Regions from separate parts of the Mus musculus genome. Here regions 1, 2, 3, 4, 5 and 6 are each linked to region 7. A link is a contact called in public HiCAR-type and promoter capture Hi-C data. All regions are on one chromosome and are shown on one strand. Each heading gives the region's core, a stretch centred on a gene start, on an enhancer-like site or on the middle of the called end of the contact. The rest is flanking DNA. Distances are from core to core; before and after follow the strand shown.

Evidence for each region. Promoter capture Hi-C pulls out the DNA fragments that hold promoters and counts their contacts. HiCAR-type assays count read pairs that join an accessible place to other places.
Region 1: a promoter capture Hi-C map of liver shows a contact between it and region 7, with 6 times the contacts expected there. The contact joins the enhancer-like site here to the promoter of A730049H05Rik in region 7. A contact is called at or near these places in 17 of 39 promoter capture datasets (the 3T3-L1 cell line, 3T3-L1-derived adipocytes, the C10 cell line and 11 more), 5 of 115 datasets of contacts at active chromatin or transcription factors (embryonic basal ganglia, embryonic limb bud, embryonic stem cells and 2 more) and 3 of 9 other capture datasets (adipose tissue, embryonic stem cells and pancreatic islet).
Region 2: a promoter capture Hi-C map of 3T3-L1-derived adipocytes shows a contact between it and region 7, with 8 times the contacts expected there. The contact joins the enhancer-like site here to the promoter of A730049H05Rik in region 7. A contact is called at or near these places in 7 of 39 promoter capture datasets (3T3-L1-derived adipocytes, cranial neural crest, embryonic stem cells and 4 more), 2 of 115 datasets of contacts at active chromatin or transcription factors (extraembryonic endoderm stem cells and fibro-adipogenic progenitors) and 3 of 9 other capture datasets (adipose tissue, embryonic stem cells and liver).
Region 3: a contact with region 7 is called in a promoter capture Hi-C map of trophoblast stem cells, with 6 times the contacts expected there. The contact joins the enhancer-like site here to the promoter of A730049H05Rik in region 7. A contact is called at or near these places in 12 of 39 promoter capture datasets (the 3T3-L1 cell line, 3T3-L1-derived adipocytes, the C10 cell line and 7 more), 1 of 115 datasets of contacts at active chromatin or transcription factors (embryonic stem cells) and 1 of 9 other capture datasets (liver).
Region 4: a contact with region 7 is called in a HiCAR-type map of embryonic stem cells, with 5 times the contacts expected there. The contact joins the enhancer-like site here to the promoter of A730049H05Rik in region 7. A contact is called at or near these places in 8 of 39 promoter capture datasets (the 3T3-L1 cell line, 3T3-L1-derived adipocytes, the C10 cell line and 4 more) and 4 of 115 datasets of contacts at active chromatin or transcription factors (embryonic fibroblasts and embryonic stem cells).
Region 5: a contact with region 7 is called in a promoter capture Hi-C map of stem cell-derived epiblast-like cells, with 5 times the contacts expected there. The contact joins the enhancer-like site here to the promoter of A730049H05Rik in region 7. A contact is called at or near these places in 5 of 39 promoter capture datasets (the 3T3-L1 cell line, embryonic stem cells, liver and 2 more), 1 of 115 datasets of contacts at active chromatin or transcription factors (embryonic stem cells) and 2 of 9 other capture datasets (adipose tissue and embryonic stem cells).
Region 6: a promoter capture Hi-C map of liver shows a contact between it and region 7, with 8 times the contacts expected there. The contact joins the enhancer-like site here to the promoter of A730049H05Rik in region 7. A contact is called at or near these places in 11 of 39 promoter capture datasets (the 3T3-L1 cell line, 3T3-L1-derived adipocytes, the C10 cell line and 6 more), 2 of 115 datasets of contacts at active chromatin or transcription factors (embryonic fibroblasts and embryonic stem cells) and 2 of 9 other capture datasets (adipose tissue and liver).

The regions. Positions count from the first base shown.
Region 1 is chr6:93,534,397-93,537,598 of GRCm38.p6, reverse strand. No RefSeq gene overlaps it. Among named protein-coding and RNA genes, the nearest start is that of Gm22312, 26 kb to the right of the region's middle. Within about 2 kb of position 1,613, at least 4 of the 459 cell types and tissues checked have an H3K27ac peak or open chromatin away from gene starts, as enhancers often do.
Region 2 is chr6:93,726,110-93,729,073 of GRCm38.p6, reverse strand. The region is part of intron 12 of Magi1 (membrane associated guanylate kinase, WW and PDZ domain containing 1); the gene reads left to right. Among named protein-coding and RNA genes, the nearest start is that of Gm23035, 66 kb to the left of the region's middle. Within about 2 kb of position 1,288, at least 36 of the 459 cell types and tissues checked have an H3K27ac peak or open chromatin away from gene starts, as enhancers often do. A contact at or near this core is called in 3T3-L1-derived adipocytes and adipose tissue, where this site is marked.
Region 3 is chr6:93,693,699-93,696,639 of GRCm38.p6, reverse strand. It overlaps Magi1 (membrane associated guanylate kinase, WW and PDZ domain containing 1), which reads left to right. Exons shown (of 24, transcript NM_001029850.4): 19 at 2,465-2,632. Among named protein-coding and RNA genes, the nearest start is that of Gm23035, 99 kb to the left of the region's middle. Within about 2 kb of position 1,634, at least 3 of the 459 cell types and tissues checked have an H3K27ac peak or open chromatin away from gene starts, as enhancers often do. A contact at or near this core is called in trophoblast stem cells, where this site is marked.
Region 4 is chr6:93,628,716-93,631,646 of GRCm38.p6, reverse strand. No RefSeq gene overlaps it. Among named protein-coding and RNA genes, the nearest start is that of Gm22312, 120 kb to the right of the region's middle. Within about 2 kb of position 1,591, at least 12 of the 459 cell types and tissues checked have an H3K27ac peak or open chromatin away from gene starts, as enhancers often do. A contact at or near this core is called in embryonic stem cells and stem cell-derived epiblast-like cells, where this site is marked.
Region 5 is chr6:93,769,713-93,772,732 of GRCm38.p6, reverse strand. The region is part of intron 6 of Magi1 (membrane associated guanylate kinase, WW and PDZ domain containing 1); the gene reads left to right. Among named protein-coding and RNA genes, the nearest start is that of Gm23035, 23 kb to the left of the region's middle. Within about 2 kb of position 1,447, at least 55 of the 459 cell types and tissues checked have an H3K27ac peak or open chromatin away from gene starts, as enhancers often do. A contact at or near this core is called in adipose tissue, liver and stem cell-derived epiblast-like cells, where this site is marked.
Region 6 is chr6:93,456,164-93,459,203 of GRCm38.p6, reverse strand. No RefSeq gene overlaps it. Among named protein-coding and RNA genes, the nearest start is that of Gm22312, 52 kb to the left of the region's middle. Within about 2 kb of position 1,788, at least 6 of the 459 cell types and tissues checked have an H3K27ac peak or open chromatin away from gene starts, as enhancers often do. A contact at or near this core is called in second pharyngeal arch cranial neural crest, where this site is marked.
Region 7 is chr6:92,815,177-92,818,364 of GRCm38.p6, reverse strand. It overlaps A730049H05Rik (RIKEN cDNA A730049H05 gene), which reads right to left and starts at 1,922. Exons shown (of 5, transcript NR_169152.1): 1 at 1,705-1,922. It overlaps Adamts9 (a disintegrin-like and metallopeptidase (reprolysin type) with thrombospondin type 1 motif, 9), which reads left to right. Exons shown (of 40, transcript NM_175314.4): 30 at 1,722-1,895.

The DNA of each region.
Region 1 (3,202 bases), core at 364-2,863, 720 kb before region 7:
GTGATGTGATGTGGAAGGCAGAGGAGGATCTCTCAGCTTTGGGCAGCATAGAGCCTCTATTGATCAAAAGCTCTGAGCTCATCCTTCTAAACACAACAGCCCTATCCATCCTGCCCTCTTCCTCCTCTTCTGTGTTCTTACAGGATCTTTTGACTAGGTTGAGTTGGGACTCCAGGAGACTTCACTTTAAGGAGACTTTTAAAAGTATCTATGTTCTTGGAGAGGTCACTTCTACTTCAAAGAATTTCAAGAGTAGCCCATTAGAGCCACTCCAGGTCATGCTTGTGGAGCTGGCACAAACCAAGGGTGTGGAGTGGCATGAGGGGTGCCCACTAAGGCACTGGCTTTTCTGCTTGGCATCAACAGTGAATTCACTGCTCCATTATGGCTTTCTCCTTGGGAATTTCTGTAAAGCAGATATTTTATTTGCCTTGTAGTTTCATAGTTACATATGATGGGCGCTAATGGACTTTGCAGTGCACCAACCTCTCTCCTTCCCCATCAAATCACAGGAAATAGCTAACACGATATACCCTAAGGTTTTACAATGTTCTTGCTTCTTCTCTAACATTATTATAGGATCTGTTTCTGGTGACCAGGAAAGAAAAGAATGATTTCCCCAATACTGTTTAACAGCACAGATATTTTAAAAGGCTGAGCACATTGTGCTTAATGTTGGCCATGCTTTAACTGATCCTTTGAAATGGTGGTGGTGGTGGGAATATGGCTGAAAAATTAAACTCAGTTTACTTTAGAATCATATTATCCCAGACAGGCCACGCTAGCAGTAAGACCTGCTTGTCTCTAGCTGTGTCTCTGGGAGGACAGACTTCTGTCCTCTTTTAGGGAACATATTTCCTTGGTTTCCCTACTCCTTCTAGATAAATTTTTATACCACAGTGATTAGAAACTCATCTTTCCCAGGTGACTGTGGATCAGAGTGGATGCGGCATGCTTGACCACTTGGAGAATAATAGGTGGTTGTGGAGACAGGCACACGTTCTAGAGAAAAAAATGGGGGGGGGCAGGCAGTTGAAAGCATTTCTGAATCCACCCATCTATTCATCTACCTGGGGGTCAGAAATAAACAACGAAAAGCAAACCAACACATACAGGGTCTTCCTAGAAGCTTACTATCAGTAAGGCAGGACACTGAGCTCTATGAGATCCAAGGATCACAGGGCAGAAATATTGCCATTAAAGAGAACATACAATCTTTTAGTTTATAATAAAAATAACCATTTATGTTTCTCACACATATACATATAGATAATATAAAGTTGGGAGTGCTAAGTATGACAGGAAAGGTATAACAAGAAAAGGATGAAGTATTTCAGAGAAAGAAGCTATTTCTATGGCTTGGAAAACTAGGAATGATTTCTCTGAGGTGGTGTTGGAATAATGCTTAAACGATGAGCTAATGGCGCCCAAAAGAGTCTAATTTGAGTCCCGGCTCCCCTGACTAGTAGCTGTGTGGTATTAGGGAAGTTATTTACACCCTCTAAACCCATCATGCTGTCTCCAAATTGGGACAATGGTCTCTGCCCTGCAGGCATGTGGCACAGAGACCAGGCAGGCTCTGGGTCCTCAACAGAGTGTCTGGTGGGAAACAAAGGCTCATGCCGTGACAGCTGCCTCTGTTTTGTGGTAACTGTTTTTAGAGAATGCTAAGAAATGTTCTACTAGGGAAGGCCATGTAGTACAGAGATGCTCTCAGATGCACTGAGGGTACCAAAAGCTGATAGAGTTGGAGGACACCACAGTGTTCCGAGAGAGAATGAAAGAAGCAGGGGTCGGGGTTTCTGTGTAATGGAGAGTAGCCGTATGGTGGGTGGCAGTGGATTGTGTCATCCCATCTAAGGACCAAGAGCTTGGTGTTTCCTATTGAGGAGGGCAGGGAGACAACTAAAGAAAAATAAACATGAGTTACAGGGGAAAGGGCACAAAGTCTGCTTTGCATTAGTGGAAATGAAATGGGCGGAAAACATTTGGTTGTTTGATCATGAGAAGAGCTATTTTAAAAGTTCCAGGTTTGCATGCTCTCCAGAATGGTTATTCTTAGTAATAATGCCAGGAAGTCATGTGATGGAGGAAATAAAAAAGATGCAACTGGGACTCGGAAGATGTGACCTCAGTCTTGATGTCACCAGACACAGCGACATGAACGAGAAAACCCACCTCAAGTTGTCAGCCTCTCTTGCCTCAGGTGCAATTTAGGTTTGATGCTGCTGCCTGAGGATTTAGAAGGGGTGCAGGGCCAAGTGACATCCAGGATGTAAATGATTGGGGCAGCATGAGAACCATACAGCAGTGCAGAAAGTACTGGATGCAGGCAGAGGGCAACTGAGAGGTGAAGTCAGGAAATTACATTGTAGCCTAGTGGAGGGTTTTCATTTGGATGTGCATTCTAGCGGGTCCCTGCCTGTCTTTGGAGGACAACTTGTGTGCTGTGATGTGTTAACTCTACAGGTTCATGTTTTGAATGTTTGGTCCCCACTTTATGGCATTATTTCAAAGCTCAAGGAGACTTTAGGAGCTGGGGTCTGGCTGGTGGAAGCTGTCATGGTCGCACAGAAACTTCTGAAGAGGATACCCTCCCTGGGGCTATTCTGACTCTACCTCGGGGTCTCTTCTAAGGCCAGAGCTGCTCCTAAGGAACCAAAGTCAAGTGAAACTGAACTCCACAATCTCTTCCGTGCTTTATCTTTTGGGACAAGTATTTTGACATAGAAATGACCAAGCAGCCGATGTAATCTCTGAGGGTATTTCAATACCCTTGGCTTTAAATTTTTGGAAATCCAACAAGAGCATTGTAAGTGAGGTCTAGACCAACTTCTCCCAACTGACTGTTGCCACACTGTGTCACTGGCTACAATTGCCTGGTGTCTATGACTATGATGGAGCCAAGAAGGATTTGCTAAGGCTAAGAGGGGAGGCAGAACTTATACACGAATAATAAATTCCTACCAAGGGACACATACACCACACCACTCCACACCACCACGGCATAGCACACCACACATACACCATACCACACTACACCACAGCACACCAAAGTACACCACGCCTCACCATGCCACAGCACAGCACAGCACACTACACCACACCACACCACACCATACCACACCACACCACACCACACCCACACCATTCGCATCATACCACATTATACTCCTCCACACCACATGATAGCATACCATGC
Region 2 (2,964 bases), core at 39-2,538, 910 kb before region 7:
AAATCTGGGTAGAAGGGCACTCTCTTATGTTGTAACCAAGATGGGACTGACACTGGTTTGTCACACGCTTTGGTGCACTGGAGGTGGGAGGTTCTGCCTTAGAGCCCTTGCTTTGTCTGAGTGGATGATGCTTGCAAAGGGAGAGGGGGTAGCACTCTTGGAGATGTGCTGTCACTCTGGACTTTTGACTTAATTGTCTGCAGTTGGAGATCAGGAAGAGGGGCAAGGTGATTGGCATGTTCTTTTGGCTGCGGTGAACAGAAGAAACTCAGCAGCACCGAATAGGGGACTTCCGGGTGAAGTCTCCAGTGAGATAGCTCAGTGCCTTTGGCCTCCTTTTTAAGTCGTTCTGAAGACATTCTCAATTTGCAAAGTAAGGAACTGGCAACTTATGTTCAGTTGCTCAATTCTGTTTTACAAAAATGTGCTGGTTTGTGAAAGAGCCCTGCAGTAGGGAAGAGGCCCCCAAGAAGAGTCTAGGATAGGAGAATGTGTGGGGATGGCCAAGGCACTCTTCCTCCCATGACTGCTGCTTCCAGGGCCCCTTAATTTAAGGGGAGGCAGAGTCCCAGGCCATGGTTACATTTGTTACTCTTTTGTGTGCCGCCCCTTACTTACTATGACATTTATTGAGAAAGCCCTTTCATGTAGTTCTGCCCTCTTACAGTTGGAGGGATCACCCAGAGCTTGTCAAATCCGCAAGCAGAAGGGAAACACGGAATGAGCTGAGCACTTTCTGTGTGCTTGAGGATTTCCACAATACCCATGGATGGTGTTTTTGCCTTCGGTTTTTGGTGTGGTTGTTGTTGTTGTTTTGTGTTTGGTTGGTTTTTGTTTTGTTTTAAAAGAATAAAAGCAGTCACAGAAACTTTATGACACCCTTTAAAATTGTTTCCCAGTGCTTGCTGACATTAAGCTCTCCCATCCACATTAACTTTTAGCCTGATTTGCCAAGAAAAACAACAGGAAAGAGCTAACTTTAGACAGGCAAGGCGAGAAGCAAGGGGTCCTCGGCCTTCACCCACCGCTGTGAGCGTGACTTGTGCTTCCAGCGCACTTCCTCTTCCCTGCCACACACGTAGTGCTCCCTTCTCTTGCTTTTCCCTGGCTAGCAGATTCCATTCAGTGGCCTCACCGGTCCTGGACCTTTCCTGCATCTTAAACACACTTGACCTGTAAAAGTTTGTAATGAGACTCACCTGGGGAGGGCCTGCGTCTATTGGCTGTGTGGACTGAAGCCGACGCCTACATTCCACCTGTAAGTTCACTTAAGTGGTGACTGGCTGGACAAAGTGTCAGCTCCTCCCCCGACCCTAGAACTCTTTAGAAATTGACAGAGCCAGGAAACGCCTCCTTCCCGGCTCAGTAACTACAGTCACTTAGCTCACGTAGATACTGTTTCACCGAGAGGATTTTGAAGACATTTAATATCTCCAGGGGACACAAATGGGCTTCGCATGATACATCCTTTGCTCTTTGGAAAGCCTGACCCCTGTGTAAGTGGCTTCTTTAGGTCTGACTTGCAGACTCTTTGGGTAATGCAGTGCCATGGCGGACTGTGTCATGGAATTGTCTTGCTGTTATAAACCACAGCCTGTGCTATATGAGACTTCTTAAAGTTTGATTTGGTGTTAAGTAGTCTTATAATAAAGTCAAAAGAAATCACCATATCCTTACAAAAGGCATCAGAAACGTGCCTTCCTATTTAAAAAAAAAACAAAACAAACATTGTGACGTAAGAGAAACTAACACCCTCCTCAGGCTCTTAGGCCTTTATGGAGATGCATGGTTTGGCCTGCAGAAAGCAACTGCCCATCTTCCCATTAGCACGCATATGCCAGAGAATGGGAGCCATTTGGAACCTTGTGACTCCTGTTGTAGTGAAAGTTTGTTTCATAAGCAAAGATAAGAAGGTCTCCTATCTCAGACTGGGGAAAAAAAATCTCTGAGAACATATGAATTTCCTGGGGCTGGCAGCTTACAGTAGGTTTGAGCTCTGAGAAGCAAGCTTGTTGTCATGGGAAGTCAGGACACAAGGTGGCACAGTGGAACCTTGTTGTGTGCCTCCGGAGTAAGGCTGCTGGAGTTGAGCTGTGCCTGGCGGCTCACTAAGAAATAAATCCCGCAGCAGAGCAGGGATCAAGAGTTGTTACTTAGGCACTGTAGCCTCGATGGTACTAAAGTGCAAGGCCAGGTTGCCCCTCCCAGGTACCTTGTCAGTCTTTCCTGGAGTCCTTGAGATATAGGCTCACTCCATAAGGTCTGCACATTTACATGTTCATTGGAGATTTAGTCCTGAAGCTCAGCATAGACAGATAAGGTGGATCAGAGACAATTAAATGTATAAACAACAATAACAAATAGAGATGTGGGCAAATACAGTTATTTTAGGGAGTGTCAGCATATCTGGCAACAAGCTGGATTTGTAAATCAATTATGATAAAAGGTGTCACTTCATATCTGCTGGGAGCCTCAGTCAATCCTGAGCTCCCTGTGTAAAGAAGGTGAGAAGTTGCGCATGCATAAAGCTTTGGCCTTATTGTTGCAAGGTGCGGGGAGCAGCCAGTGAAAATGTCCAGGGAGAAGAAGTGAATGGCCCCTAGACTAGAGTATACAGACAAAGCGGGCGACTCGAGTGGAACTGAAATGGACCAAAGGCAGCTCAGATGAAGGAGGGCGTGGCAGGATTCAGGGAAGAGTGTGGGGTGCATTGACATGATGCTGGGAAACCACAATTTTATGTAGCCGAGAGACCACGTTGTCAGATCTGTGCTGCACATCTCTGGCCCCCGTGTGAATAAGAAAGGGCATGCACAGTAAAGCTAAGGGTGGAATGGTGAGACCTCTGTGGTCATTTAGGGAGATGAGACAACGGAGATGGGACTTCTCAGATAGTGGCAGATATGGTGAGAGAGATAAAGAGAGTCCCAGAAGCCACCGCTTCTTCGGGATTTGGGTGTCTTG
Region 3 (2,941 bases), core at 385-2,884, 880 kb before region 7:
GGTCTTATTCAGGTCTTGGGTTTTACTGACTATGGATAATGTTTTGTAATCTTCTCCAAATATTAACCTCTCCTGGGTGGATTCACAAAGGCAAACAGGAAACCAGTTGAATCTCTGAGTCTCCTCCTGTTGCAGTGGGTGTGCCCCTCCTTCCCGAATCCTTTCTGATTCAGTCCTTTGTCATCTCCAGAGCACACTGGAAAGTGATAGGAGACAGGAAAAGTAATGATACAGGCTTCAGTTTTCTCTCAAATGGCTCAACCCCATAGGTCCTTGTGGCCAGAGGCAACTCATTGAAGTCAAGAAGGGGCTACATCCTTTTAACATTCTGAGCCAATAGAACCCACTCTGTCTCCAGTTAGTCTTGATAAGTTGCTTCTTGCTAAAGGGGACACTCAGCCTGGTCTGCCCATGTGTGAGTGCAGTAACCACCCATTACTAACATGCTCCTCTGTGCGCTGCGAAGATCAAGTCATCACAGCATGGCCCAACGCATGATCCACCATCAAGGCACTGGTTTTTCATTTTGTTTTATTTTGCTTTGCTTTTTAAATTACCCCCAAAGAGTTTTCTGCCGACTTTAAAGATAACCAGAAACGGGGAAGGGAATCCCAAGTTGTTTTCCACCCCAAATCTCCAGTGTACCCCAGAGCACACTGAGCTTTACCGTAGTTCTTGTTTTCAGGCTCCAGCAAGAAAACGCAGGTATGTCAGGTGACAGGCTCTGTCAGTCAGGTGACAGGCTCTGTCAGTGTGGATGAAGAGTATTGAACGTTTTCACTCACGGTTGGATCTTTTGATTATTTTCCTTGGGTTCTTACAATCAACAAATTGAACTTTTCCCTAACACCTTTCGCGAGACTGCTGAGCTATGCAGAGCCTTTCTTCATGCCTGCTGTTTGAGATCCTTGTCCTGCAGGTTGGCCTTAGAGCCGAGCTGCATTTACTCTGGACCTTGGTCCCATGTGGACCCCTTCTGCTGCACCTCCTGCCTGCATTCACGACAGCTCACTTGGCTTTTTAAAATTCTTTGAGTTTGGCATTCCACTTAGTGACACAGACTCAGTCAACTCCTCCCTCCATTCAGATTTGAAGGAGTCAGTGTGTTTTTCAGATAGTTTCCCCTTCAGGTCAGAATTATAGTGAAGGTGTCTGCACAGTTGACTCTGTTGTTTCCCCCTCCCAACCCCCCCCCATATTAATTTTGTTACCATTTCCAAAAGGTGGCCCAACAGTGTCGCTGTTTTGATAATTCTGAGAAGACAAATTCTAAAAGTCTGCATAAAAACCATTGGAACTCAGCCAGGTGGTGGTGGCACAGCCCTTAGGAGGCAGAGGCAGGCTGATTTCTCTTGAGTTAGAGGCCAGCCTGGTCTACAGAGCTAGTTCCAGGACAGGCAGGTTCAACACTAAAGCCCTGTGTCAAAAGCAAACAAACAAAAAAGGCACACATTGGAACTCAACACACAAGCACCTGCTTATACCAGAGCACCCCTCAAAGACAGCTTGCCCTGCAGAGTGGCTCAAGCAAGCAATAAACCTGCAGATCCCTTCCACCCTGTTTCCTATCCTATTATGTCTGCCTGTAAGTCTGTGAGTCAACACAGATGATTAAAGGAAGAGAGCAAGGGAATGACTTGAGACAAGCTTTGCTTTGCTGTCCTCAGCCTGAGTAGGTGCTAGATTTTCACTATGTCCCTTTAAGGGCATTTGCTTGTGAGGCAGGAAGAGGCTCCAGGCTAATGAGCCCACCAGGGCCTCCCTGAGAGCTCCTGACTGGGCTGAGTGAACATGGATCCCTAAGCGTCTGTCTGGGTGCTCTCCTGGCTTATCTCTTACAATTATGCCTTTCCTAAAGCTTCCATCAGCGTACATAGAGCAAAGGTGTCGCTCCACTCTGTGTTTTCACATTGAACTTTTAATGCTAGCCGACTCTTAACCTCCCCAGAAGCCCAGTGATTATTTTTGTAAATGGAGAAAGAACAAAACATTGGCAGAAGCGTTAATAACAGTTGGCAAAATGAAGTGGCAGGAAGACAGAATGGATAAAAGCATCCACCCCAGCTCTGGGGTTTATATGTACAGCCCCAAAATAAACCAACGGCCACCAAGTTATTTTGGGGTTTCAAGACTCAAGTTGCCAAATACCCCAAATTCTAATTGTTTTAAGGAGAGAAGCTGGGGTTTTGCCATCATTTTAAAGTAAAAAGGACTGTGACGTTGAACTGTAGACTCGGAGCTGTGGCTTTTTAGACACCCTGAGTATTGCCAATGTTTTGACCATCAGCACAACGCTCTCCTTTAATAACATTTGCTTGATGCTTTAATTAATTAACACTTAACCTTCTCTTTCCCTTTTCAACCCTTTTCTCCTCCCTTCACTATATTCCCACATAACTTAAAAAAAAAATAAAACTCAATACCAAAGCAGGCAATGCATGTGTGGCTATGCCTCACAAAATAGGTCGGATTATTGAGGGGAGCCCTGCTGACCGCTGTGGCAAGCTGAAAGTAGGAGACCGGATCTTGGCAGTAAATGGATGTTCCATCACCAACAAATCCCATTCTGACATTGTCAACCTAATCAAAGAAGCGGGCAACACAGTGACTCTCCGCATCATCCCCGGGGATGGTAAAGTATACCCATATCTATCTATCTATCTATCTATCTATCTATCTATCTATCTATCTATCTATCTATCTATCTCTATCTCTCCCTCTCTCTAGCTCTCTCTCTCCCTCTCTCTAGCTCCCTCCCTCCTTCCCTCCCTCTCTCTCATCTTCCCCCATTATTGTCCGTGAGTAACTGAACACTTGATTTTGGTCTCGAGGCAGCTTTACCCATCCTAACTGAACATGCCTATCAGACGAACCAGAGTCATTGTTGCTAAACTCCTTCTCACTCTCACTAATTAGAGGACTAATTAATCCTCTAGCCTGG
Region 4 (2,931 bases), core at 342-2,841, 810 kb before region 7:
ATCAGACTTGCATGTATTATATGGTTTTGTTTTAGGTAAATAGTTAATAGCAAGATCCCTTGTGACTTTTCAGACATCATCATTATTATTGTATGCTCATTCCTCTGTATTTATCTCCTTGCCTCCTCTTTCATTTTAAAGAGGCTTAAGCCCCCTCTACTCTTCCCATTTCCCCCTTCAGATCAGTTGTGCATGGCTGTTCCCCTGAGAGCATTTTCTTTTCTTCCTTCCTTCCTTCCTTCCTTCCTTCCTTCCTTCCTTCCTTCCTTCCTCCCTCCCTCCCTCCCTCCCTCCCTCCCTCCCTCCCTCTCTCTCTCTCTCTCTCTCTCTCTCTTTCTTTCTCTCTCTCTCTCTCTCTTTCTTTCTTTCTTCCTTTCTTGTTTTTGTTTTTTTGAGACAGGGTTTCTCTGTATAGCCTTGGCTGTCCTGGAGCTCACTCTGTAGACCAGGTTGGTCTGAGAACATTTTCTATGTGAGGACGTATAGGCAAAGACTGGCCATCCAAAGACACATGTGGGAACTTCTCCACCTGGGTACTCACTCACTCATCAACTCATTCACTCACTCACAGATCCATTCATTCAAGAATTCCACATCATCTCAATGTCAGAGTCTAGATGAAGTACACAGGCAACTCAAAAGGATGAATCAGACAGTCAGAAACTTCAAAGATGGCTGAATAGACTACTGACAAAAAAAAATTGAGGCACAGGAAATAAAAAAAACCTGTTAATTATAGAACAAAAATTAGAGATAGTCACATCTTTCATTAAACCAATAGTCAATAGTAGAAGATGGCCACGCTGAAAACCATGGACTTTGGAAAGATAAGAAGATTATCCCAGTTTTGAGATGACAAAGGTTTATCCCAAAATTGAAAAAAGAGGAGGGCTTGGCCTATTTCCAAAACAAATGATATTTCATTAAAAATGAAAGGGCATCTTTAGTATTTGCTTTGGGAAATGTGATTTTGTTGTTATTTAATGAAGTTAAAATTAGATCGCAGTAAGTTCAGTCATATTTTACCTATAGCTCATTTGATTTTAACCTGTTGTAGACTTATGCCACCTCAAAGCATGCTGTCAATCAAAGCATAGTTGCATTTCTTTTGACAGATACAAAGATGGTTTATAATGGGGGGGGGGGGGAGGGAGAGGGTGTGGAGGGAGGGAAGGAAGGAGAGAGGAAGGGAAGAGAGATAGAAAATCTAGATTGCTCTAAAAGGTGACAGCTCCAAATGTGGAAGTGTTGACTTCTCTCTATAATAATAGCTCTATCTGTTTTATCATCTGTTTTATCATCTAGTGTGTTGTGTTGTATATATGGATATGTGTTGTAGGAGTAAGCCGGCCAGAGGCCTACATGAACCAGGTATTTCTGGAAGGCAGGCCGGGGCTGAAAAAGAAACTAGACGGTGAGAAAAGAATGATGAAGCCAAGACAAATTTTTCTCTGATCAAGGCCCACGAGTTTACTAAGAAACTGTCCTTATAAGGGGGAAGGCCCATTCACACCCCACCACCACCACCACCAGTCCATTCTTGGTGTCTGCAGCCAGCCTGTAAGCAATGTGCAGGATAGGGTGTGTCTCCAGAATGTCTTCAGGGTCTCTCAGCAGGTAGCAGAGTCTCAGAGAAGAGCAGTAGTAGTTGACATAACAATAGAGCCATCTAAATCGGAAGGCTACACCCCAGGTGATCTCATATTCAGTGGCAGCAAAGCCTGAATCAGCCTGCTTCAAGGCTGGGGGAGGCTACAGACATGCATGTGTGCATGCCTGTGTGTGAGTGTGTGCAACGTGTGTGTGTGTGTGTGTGTGTGTGTGTGTGTGTGTGTGTGTGTGTGAGTGTGAGTGCACATGTGGCTGCTGTGGTCACTGATCCCTCTTGAGTGTCTTTCACAGTTGCTTTCCACCTTATGAGGCAGATTCTTCCATTGAACACAGAGCTCATCTCTTTGGGTAAGGTAGCTAACTAAGAGCTCCAAAGAGCCTCTGCCCCCTCCCCTCCAGCCGAGATCACAGGCTGTCATGGCCAACCTTTACATCAGTGCTGAGAATGAACTTGGGTCCGAATGCTTGTGCATCAGACACTTTGTAGACTGAGCCATATTCCCAGGTCTTCTAAAATTAAAAAAAAAAAAAGTTAGTTTCTCCAATTAGCATACTAAGTATAATAATCACTGGGATGTAGTCAGAGTAGATTTTCTAGTCTGGCTCTGGTTAGTAGAACTTTTCTGAATTTGTATAAATCTTATATCTCTGCTGACTAATATGGTGGCGGCTAGAATATGTGGCTATTGATTGAGTACTCGAGATGCAGTTGCTGTTCACTGAGGGCAGTTTAATTCAATCTTAAACAACACAGAGTTATTCCTAGATAGACATTTGTGACTAATGACTCTTATTGCACAATGTACCTTTGTGTGAATGTATGATGTGTTTGCATGAACAAAGACACAAACTTGTTCTATAAGTTCCCACATGTGTCTTTGTGCGTGGATGCATATAAACATATGTGCGTTAGCATACAGAGGCCAGATGTCAGGACCTGTGTCTTCCTCAGTTGCTCTCATCCGTGTTTTCTGAGATAGGGTCTCTCACTGAATACGGTGCTCACTGATTCAACAAGCCAGCTCCGGGATGCTCCTGTCTCTGTCTCCACAGTGCTGAGATTCCAGGTGCACGTCCATCTTTCCTTCTCCTGGACAATGCACCATGAGAGACTCACCTTAGTGAAGGGAGCAAAGCACTTCGGTAACAAGTTATTTTGTGCAGAGTCAAAGAGGCTTCTATGCTTTCAAGTTTTACTAAATATTACTGAGTGATAACACTATTATTCCTCTAACCATTTTGTTTCTTCAGTATTTAGTAAGCTACTGCTACCTGCCTGGTCTGCTGTGTTTCCCAGTGGCCTTAGGTGACCCTTGTGAA
Region 5 (3,020 bases), core at 198-2,697, 950 kb before region 7:
TACCCTGTAGTGCACAATTGTTTCATATGCATAAATGGTGATATTTGGAAAATGCAAGCTAATATTGCAAAGTAGTATACAGTTAAAAGCCTTGTACTCTGTGATTTTTCTGTTACATATGGCTACAGATTTTGTTCAATAAATATAGGTTTGCATGTTCATGTTTATTGGAACAAGTTCAAGTGGAAATATATGTGTTTCTAATTTGAGGCACAGTCCACATGCTCATTTTACTCCAGTTCCTTGCTCCCTTAGCTGAAGAAGGAAGGAATGAACTAGGTGTGTGAGCAGATCTGTGTCTCATACGTGGGGAGTAATGGCCATCTGAGTATTCAGTGATTCTGTTTAATATAATATATAGGTAACCAGTTTTCAAAGATGAGAACACTACAAGGTTTCTGTGAACTGTACTTTAGTACAACTTCATGGAACAGGTTTAATATCTTTGACAAGAGATGAGTTTGAAGGCAGTTTAACCATTTTTATTACATTGGATCTTCAAAGTCCATGTCTACCATAAGTACATGGGAAATGTATGATAATAGATGATAGAAGGCCTTTCATTGAGAAAACTGCTGTGGAACGGGTGCATTAAGAAGGGCTACAGAAATTTTTTTTTTCACTAACAGCATTTTCCTTGACACAAGTATACATGCATATCCAGTGCAGGTCATTCAGTAATTATCTCATCAATATTAGAATCACATATTTCATTCATTTAGAATGATATATGAGTGCATAGACAGCATAAACACATAGTCACATAATGGCAGCTGTCAGTTTGTGGTTTTGCTGTAAGCACAGAGCTGCCTTGCCTCACTGTTTGCTGTCATGATCTGGATCAAGAAATTCTACTTCTCACACATACTGTGCCTGCAAAGTACTATACAGTTAAAAGTCTTATACTCTGCTCCACCTGCCCATGGAATTTTATTCATAAATATAATTACTCCTTTGGTCATCAATATTTGTCTAGCACCATTAGAAGTCTTGACCTTCCTTGTAGTATCAGGTCAATATTTTTAGTTGCCTGTGTTTTTGCTCCAGCGGGCTGTCTCAAAGAGATTTCTGACTCAGGATAATTAGAACTGAACTATTGACCCTATACTCAATGCTCCTCGTGTTGGTTGGAAGTAAATGGGTACACATTCAGGAATCCAATTGATCCATCACCTTTCTTCACCTCCATTTCTAATGCACGAGTCAGCTCAGTTCACATGCTTCCTTAATATGTCTGAAATCCACTCCATCTTTTCTTCCCCACCTGTAGAGCTCCTAGCTGGGTTACACAAGTCTCCTACCCAGATCCCTTCCTTCTGCTGCTCTCAGCAGTTGGTTGCTTTGGGGGTTGTTTTGTTTTGTTTTCTATGTCAGTGTGAGGGTGTCTTCTCTGCACTGCTGGGGCCTCTCTGGTTGCTTAGTAACTGCCTGTTCTGGTCTGCCTGTCCAGCCACCCTCGCTCTGCTCTGCCCTGCCCTGCCTTTTGCTTTGCACTCCCTCTAGACCTCGCTGAGTTGCTGCCTAACAGTTGGATGCTCAGGGCTTCCTCCTTAGAATGTGGTCACATTGCTCACAGTTGCTGAATATCTTCTATGTGAGACATCCATCCGTTGGAGACCCTGCAGACATGTCAGTGAATGCGACAGCAAAGCATCCGACTCTCACAGAGCTTGAATTGAGTGGTTTTCATTGACACCCATGCATCTTTCACATTGTAGCTCAGATACCATTTCCATGACCTTGGCTTCAGATACATACATTCACGTCACTCTAGTGTGTAGCGTACTCTGGAGACTTAGGCATGGTCTTAATTTCACTGAATTTTGTTTAGTTTTGTACATGTCTTTTCTTCCAAAAGAGTCATTGTATTTGTGCCAGTTTTAACAGTTGCCTAACACAGTGGCTGGCACATACTCACTGGGGTGGGGGTGGGGTGAGCAAGCCTTCCCGTGCACCTCATTAGGTAATACTAAATAGGCAGTTTTGCATTTTGTAATATCTTTGAGGTTTCCTTGTTCTTAAGTGGGAAGTCACTTATTACAGACCTTATTTTATTTAAATCTGATCATTTAAACAATAATAACAACAAAAAGAATGCTATTCAAAACTGATTGCTCATGCCAGCTGGGCATGGCAGCCTGTCTGTAGACTCTACCAGGAGGCAGAGACAGAATCCTGAGGTCAAACTAGCTACCAGGATTAGCTGATTAATGGTTAGTATCTAAGACAGTCCACAGTGTACCCTGAACACTGGCATATACACTGGAAAGAGGTTTGAACCCCCTTGCCTCTGGGGTCATGTAGCTTCCTTCCAGGGTAGGCGACAGCCACCTGCTCTCTGTAGCTCGGGAGCCTTTAACAACAAAATGAATGTTGTGTGCTGTGCCATGTTCTCATCTCAGTAATAACCAACTTATTTTATTGACAGCCAGAGGAGGTCAGAGGTGACTTGTTTTGCTAGCTGAAATAATTGAGCACAATTTACACTCAACTATGTCTGAACCGTTGGCTTAGAAAGCTTATGTACAAATCAACAAACAAACTCAAATCGGTGAGCTCTGCCTGCCATGATGCCCCTTCAGCGCAGCCTTCAAGCATCATTTCCTTGATATGTATCACCGTGGCATAGTTGATCTTTCTCCCCCTCTTGAAAGGCACTGGGGACATTATACAATCTCCCTTTTCAATTTGACCTCACTTTCCCTTTTCCAAGCCGCATTACTTTTAAGTTAAGTAATGCTCTAATTGCGAGTGTAATTGCTTCTGTGATGAGAGGATTATTGAAGGATTAAAAGGACCTATATCGAAAGGTCTCACGGCTTTGTCTGCTGCAAATAAGGTCTGTAATAAGTGACTTCCCACTTAAGAACATAGAAACCTCAGAGGTATTTGTCATCATTTACAACCAATCAAATAACATTTTGACATGCAAGGAAATGAGCCGTCTAATTATTTTGCCAATATCAGCTCTTACCATTTTGTGATTTACACTGAGGTCAGAAGTTTACTAGCCAAAGCCA
Region 6 (3,040 bases), core at 539-3,038, 640 kb before region 7:
TGGTATCTTCTTGTGGCATTGGCACACAGCCTATAATTTTTGGATAACGGACTGTATAGCTATGTAGCTGTGAAAACTATCCCTTAAAGTTGGATTCTGTTTTATGTGGATGGCCAAGGAGTACAGACACTTTGATTTGAGAAGTGTTGCTTTGTTTAGGCTAGTATATTCACATATCTTTATGGTATGTAATATTCAATATAAAGTTTGTTGTTTACCTACAGACATGTGTGTATAGTTACCACCAAAATAAAGATGTACAATAGCTTCAATATTCCTCTAGAGGTTTGTGTTTTTCCGCTCAATAACCACTATTGACAAGAAGACCATCCAGAAGCTCCTGTGCCGGCCGCTCTAATCACACATTAGTTTTGTAATTCTCAAACCTCAGGTAGATTTACGTACTAATTAGTCTTTGCTATCTGAGTTCTTTTGTTCATTCTAATATCTGTGAAAATCACCCACGTCATTAAGCTTAACAATACACTGATCTTAGCCAGGCATGGTGGCACACGCCTTTAATCCCAGCACTGGGGAGGCAGAAGCTGGCAGATTTCTGAGTTCAAGGTCAGCTTGGTCTACAAAGTGAGTTCCAGGACATCCAGGACTACACAGAGAAACCCTGTCTCGAAAAACAAACAAACAAACAAACAAACAAACAAACAAATACACTGATCTTTCTTTTCAAAAAACATCTCACTCCATAGTATTCCTTGCCTGAATACACCACAATTTCTTTTACTGATGGATGCTCAGAGAATTTCCAGTTTTAGTGTGTTTGAAATAAAGATGCTATTTTGACTAAGGCTGAGGTCTTTACTGTAACTGCATCTTCTAACATTCCCCTTCTGCCCTCCCAACCCCCACCGCTGCCAATCTTGAAGGACTCTGTAATGATCTTCTCTCAGGCTAATAATCTCCATCTCCCAGCCTATTTCCTGGACCTGAGCTGCAACAACAGCCACAATAGATTTATTTTGTCAAATTGGCTGTTCTGTTTTATTTTTTTTTCCTCTAAGAATTGGAAACTCTCAACCTTGGAAGTCAAGTTCTCAGAAGGCCCCGATCACAAAAGGAATAGAAAGTGGCACAGCAGGTGCGGTGTCAGATTGGATGTCATGGTCGAAGGGGATTTCTCTAAATATGAATGAACATTCTCTAGGTCTTTAGAAAAAATTTCATGTAAAATGAGGAAAGTGGTGTTCTGGGAGGTATAATCAGTCTTTGTGTGTACAAAGGAAACTGGACAGGCAAAAGTTTAAAGACAATTCCAACAGTTCTGGCATAAGGAAGCAATAAGAAGCCAGGGAGGAATGTGAGAGGCTTTGTGGGAGAACGGGGTCTAGGTTAAGGGAAATGTGGCCATGTGTGGGACTGTCAATGAAGGCAGAGAAGAAGAGAATTTTGACACCAATGCTCTGGATCCAGATGGCTGAGATTATGTTTCTCGTTTCATTTGCTTGGGTTCGGGGAAAGATGAAATGTGTGTAAAGGCACGTGGTTTTGAAAAATAAAGATGTCAGGGAGAAATACTGGTGTGTGGATAAGCAGATGTGGATCCAGTTTAAGGGTGTAGTGGAATGAGAGAAAGGTTCATTGAGGGACGGAGGCCATAGGTCTTTAATGGAATGAAGAGTTTAACCTTTGGGGGAAGATGTCAGCGTATATTATTTATTTATCAATCTCAATCACTTGGCCCCATTTCAAAATTATTAGATACTTATGGTTTCACAAACTCGATGAGCTTTAGGTCCTCCTAAAGCTTTAGGTCTTTCACAGGGCCACATTCATCTCAAGGTTTGACTGAGATGCCTTTCCTTGCAGATTTCCCATGTGTTTGTTATCAGGCTTCACTTGTGCTGGGTTGTAAGAGGGATGTTTAGCTTCTCCTGGGCCCTTTGGATCATCACTAGGTTGACATCTCCACCTGGCTGGATGGCAACATGGTAGCATCGTGGTAGAGGACAAGAAAGAGAATCCTAGCAACAAAGAGAAGCTAACAAGATGGAAGCCAGACTCCTGGAACTTCCCCATGGGCAAAACTTCATGTCACCTGTGTTATGTTTCCTCACTGAAAATGATTGTCACTAGATCTGGACCATTCAAAAGAAGGAGCTGATGCAGGGGGCTGGCTAACATGAGGAGTCACTGTGAACCCTGGCAGAGTTGCCTAACCATATGCACTTAGTCATATTTGAGGACGCGCTGCTCATATACTACAGACAAACTGAAGTATTTATTGGTACCTAGAACTTTGCAATTATCAAGTTCCAGAAGAATATGAGAAATGCTTTCCTTTGAGAGGAGGCCATATGTCAGTGGAGGTGGTTTTGGCATTTACTAATGCACTCAGGAACTTGATTTAAGGAGTGAACTGTGTGATACTGTATAATTTCAAACACTTTTCTAGCAAAAAAAAATGTATTACCTTTAATTAGGCTCATTTAAAGCTGTTAAGACTCTTGTCAGAAATAATTTTTAAGTGGATGTGTCAAGATAAAAACAGCGGTTGTCAAGTGAAGAAAACGGTAATTTGTGCATATGCTGTCTGGTGTATGAGCAATTGGATCTTCACATGCTAGCTGAGCGCTTATACTTACAATTTCTCTTATGGCAGCCACCTTGGCAGTCAGGAATTCAAGCTGCTGGAATGCTATTGTTTGTGGTAAATATTTGTCCTATGACGAGGGAATTCGATTTGGTTCCTACCCTGTAATATAGACAAAAGCATCACTAAGAAGGGAAAGCATCTGAGCGATCGAGTTCACCAACTGGCTGACCTCATAGCAGGAGCAAGGCATGCTGGGTGATTACAGAGTAGAATAATAGCAATAATGAAGACCACTATTTGGTGAAAGCAAATCAAGGGACTATACGCATTTGAAAAACCTCTAGTTCTATGTGTAATCGTTTTAGGCTGCTCAGTTCTCTAGCAGGCTCTGGCTAGGAAGCTCTCATTTGGCCTCTAAGGCAAGGTTTCTTAGTGGGGCCACTATTGAAATTTGGGGCCACATAATTTTTGGTTGGGAATGAGTGTGGT
Region 7 (3,188 bases), core at 673-3,172:
CCTATAGATATGTACTTCACCACCATTCGCTACATACACAAAGGGGTTTCATTTACTTAACAACCTAATTAGTACTAGACACTCTAAAGGTCTTTCCCATTTTTCTTTGTTGTGAGAACGTTATGCGATTTTTTTTAAACTTACCAGCTTTGTGTCAAATTCCAATGTGTTCACATTACTATTCTCTTTGTATTTCTGTTGTACATTGTTCTAGAAGTATATTCTTGGATTTAAGACCCCAAATCCAAATAGCCAGAACTCTTTGATTGTTGTAATGACACTTGAATATTTCTGTCATTTGCTGGGTAACTCCAGTCCTTTTCCAGCGCAGCCAGTATTATAACTCACATAGCCCCTGTGAGCATTAAGTGGCTGTTGTTTGGAGACAAAGCCATTCGTGGTATTTAAGAGTCCTCCCCTTATCCTTCCCAGAACATAATGACTTTAAAGTCTGGTTTCTTGTGGGTCACAAACTCATTCAATTCAATTAATCCAATTAAACCCAAACAATGGCAACGATGTTGGGATGAAGCATTGTCTTCCGCGCCCTTTGATGTGAGCTGTGAGGCTCTTCTCCAGCATAGATTTCTCTGAAACAATAGCATTTCTCAAGCTGCCTTCTACGAAAGAGCCTAAGCTGCAGCAGCATCCACTTGGGTATACATATGTCTTAACAAACTTTCCGTCTTTCACGGAGCACCTTGAATTTCCCTACAAGCAAATTAGACAAGCGTGCAGTTGTAGAGTCTGGTTTTGTTTTAGAAGAAGACCTCCTTTTGGGTACATGGCATGAATGTCAGATAACTTTGTTTCTCAACACCAGGCAAATTAATAGTGACTGATTTATGTCCACCCCCCAAATTGCTAATAACCTTTAATAACCAAGTGCAGTGTTATGCAGTTCTCTCTAATCAAAGGTTGCCTTTGGTTTCTGACTGCCAAAATCTTAATAAAGACAATAATTCTTGGCTTGCCCATAAGTGAGATTATGCAACCAACAATGAGGAAACCATTAAAAAATTAATTTAGGGGAAAGTTAATTGGTGTTTTGCAACTTGGTCAACAAAATGTTTCCTCGTGATTAATGGGATTTTTTCAAGAGCTGAAAACATTAAGCCTGAGGAAATTATTTTTCCTTATTAGCTTTTATTCTTCATCTATTCATTTGAGATTATGAGGAGGCACAGATAGTTAAGTGAATTCCATGATTTAAACAAACAAACAAACAACAAGCGAGGCAATGTTCTGTCTCCAGGAATAGAAACTAGAAAAATAAGAGGGCAGGAGAAAGTCCTTCTGCTTATATGGCCTTAATTGTCAATGGTTGGCTCTCTATGGGTTACGCTATAGAACCGCATCTCCCAATTTTCCCAAGCCATCCATCTTCCAGGATGGAAGTCATGCACAGTGTTTCGTTTGTCTGTTTCAATGTGGCACCATTACTTCTGGATGGTGGTGTTTCCCCACAATCTCTCCTCCCTCTGACATCCCCTGAGAGTTTTGGTTCCTCCCCACTTGTGGCTCCTGCACCCTGCCCAGCACTGGCAGTTACCAGTGCTTTTAGAACTTGCCTTAGTGTCCCCCTCCTTGGAAATGAGAAAGCATTTTGACTGCTGTGAAAAATCATTGGATTAAGAAAGCATTGCCCTCCTCTGTGACCCACCCCTTCCCGCCCTCCAGAAGGGAGCCGAAGTGCCTACTTACATCCTGTGTCTTCTCAGTGCTCTGTGTCCTGTGGCCAAGGCGTGCAGCAGAGGCATGTGGGCTGTCAGATCGGGACACACAAAGCAGCCAGAGAGAGTGAGTGCAGCTCCTACAGCAGACCAGAGTCGGAGCGTGTCTGCCAAGCCTCACCATGTCCTCTCTACACTTGGAGGGCAGAGCAGTGGCAACAAGTAAGTAAAGCCATGAAGTAAGTGCACACCAGCCTGCGTGTCGCTCCACCCCCTTGTTAGCATCAGCTCCACACCCTATGGAGCCTGCAAAGCCATTGAATGGAGTGGCATTGCTGGCTCCTTCCCAAAGGAGCTGTTTGCTGTCAGGCTCTAGGCAATTCCTGTTTGCGTTTCTCCCTGTGGTCTTGAGTATCCCAGAGCTGGGGTCACTGAAATGGAAAGGAAAAAAAACAGCTTTAACATGCCTCAGGCCAAGAGTATAAGCATACAGACAACTTTCACTTCACAGGAGGGGAGATGATGGGCAGAACATTTAATATATGTTTGGATTTGGTTAGCCTGTGTTCATTTGAATAGCCGTAACATGCAAGTATTTGAGGTAAAGCTTACTCTGTATTTTTCCTTTTCGTGTGCCATTGACGATCAGGGAGAGAAAACGGGCTCTCGTGTGAAATACTCATTAATTAGGGTAGAATTTCCAGTGTTTTCAACCCATGGTAGAATCCACATGAAGTGTTGAGTTAATATAGAAATATGCTGGACTTATTTTTCTTCTACTCCCCAAGTTAATGCTTGACTTTAGCAGACATTTAAGTGTCTGTGCTGGAAAGTCCATTGCTGGGGGAAGGGGGAGAGGAGGGTAGAGGTGGTATAAGACATTAGGGGGAGGTAACCCCAATTTCCAGAACAGAATGCTAGGTTATAGAAAGAGTAGGACAGAATTAGAAAGTCAAATCAGATCTGCTGACCCCGGAATGACATAAAAGACGCACACTGCTGGAGAGGCAAGATGGAGGAGCCGCCTGCACTGAGCGTGGCTCACAACCCAAGGTAGCGTGGTTTGAGGATGTTTGTTCTGCACTTGGCTGTGCTGGGAGCTTTCTGTCTGTCCGTCCTCTCACTTTGTCTTTTGGATGACACCTAGATGAGGTGAGTTTAGTTTTTAGTTTTAGGTGGTAAAACTAAGATTCAGACAGACTTTGCCAGTTGTCCAAGGGCCCCACATCTAGCAGCTAGAGGAAGCCACCCATGACCCTGTTTGATATCTCTCATCTTTATGATTTCCTACTGTATTCTGCACCTCTGGGATTGGCTTCCCAGCCCTGCTCTCCCCAGTCCCTTCCGGTAATGGATCCATTCCTTACTACAGTGGTTCATCTCTTTAGGAACGCTTCCTTCTTCATCTGCTTGGTCATGTTGCTTGTTTTCCTTCTAGACTTCTCTTGCTTCTGTCAGATAGTATCTGGGACAATACCTAACACAGTTAAGTTTAAGATTATTTGAACTTGAGCC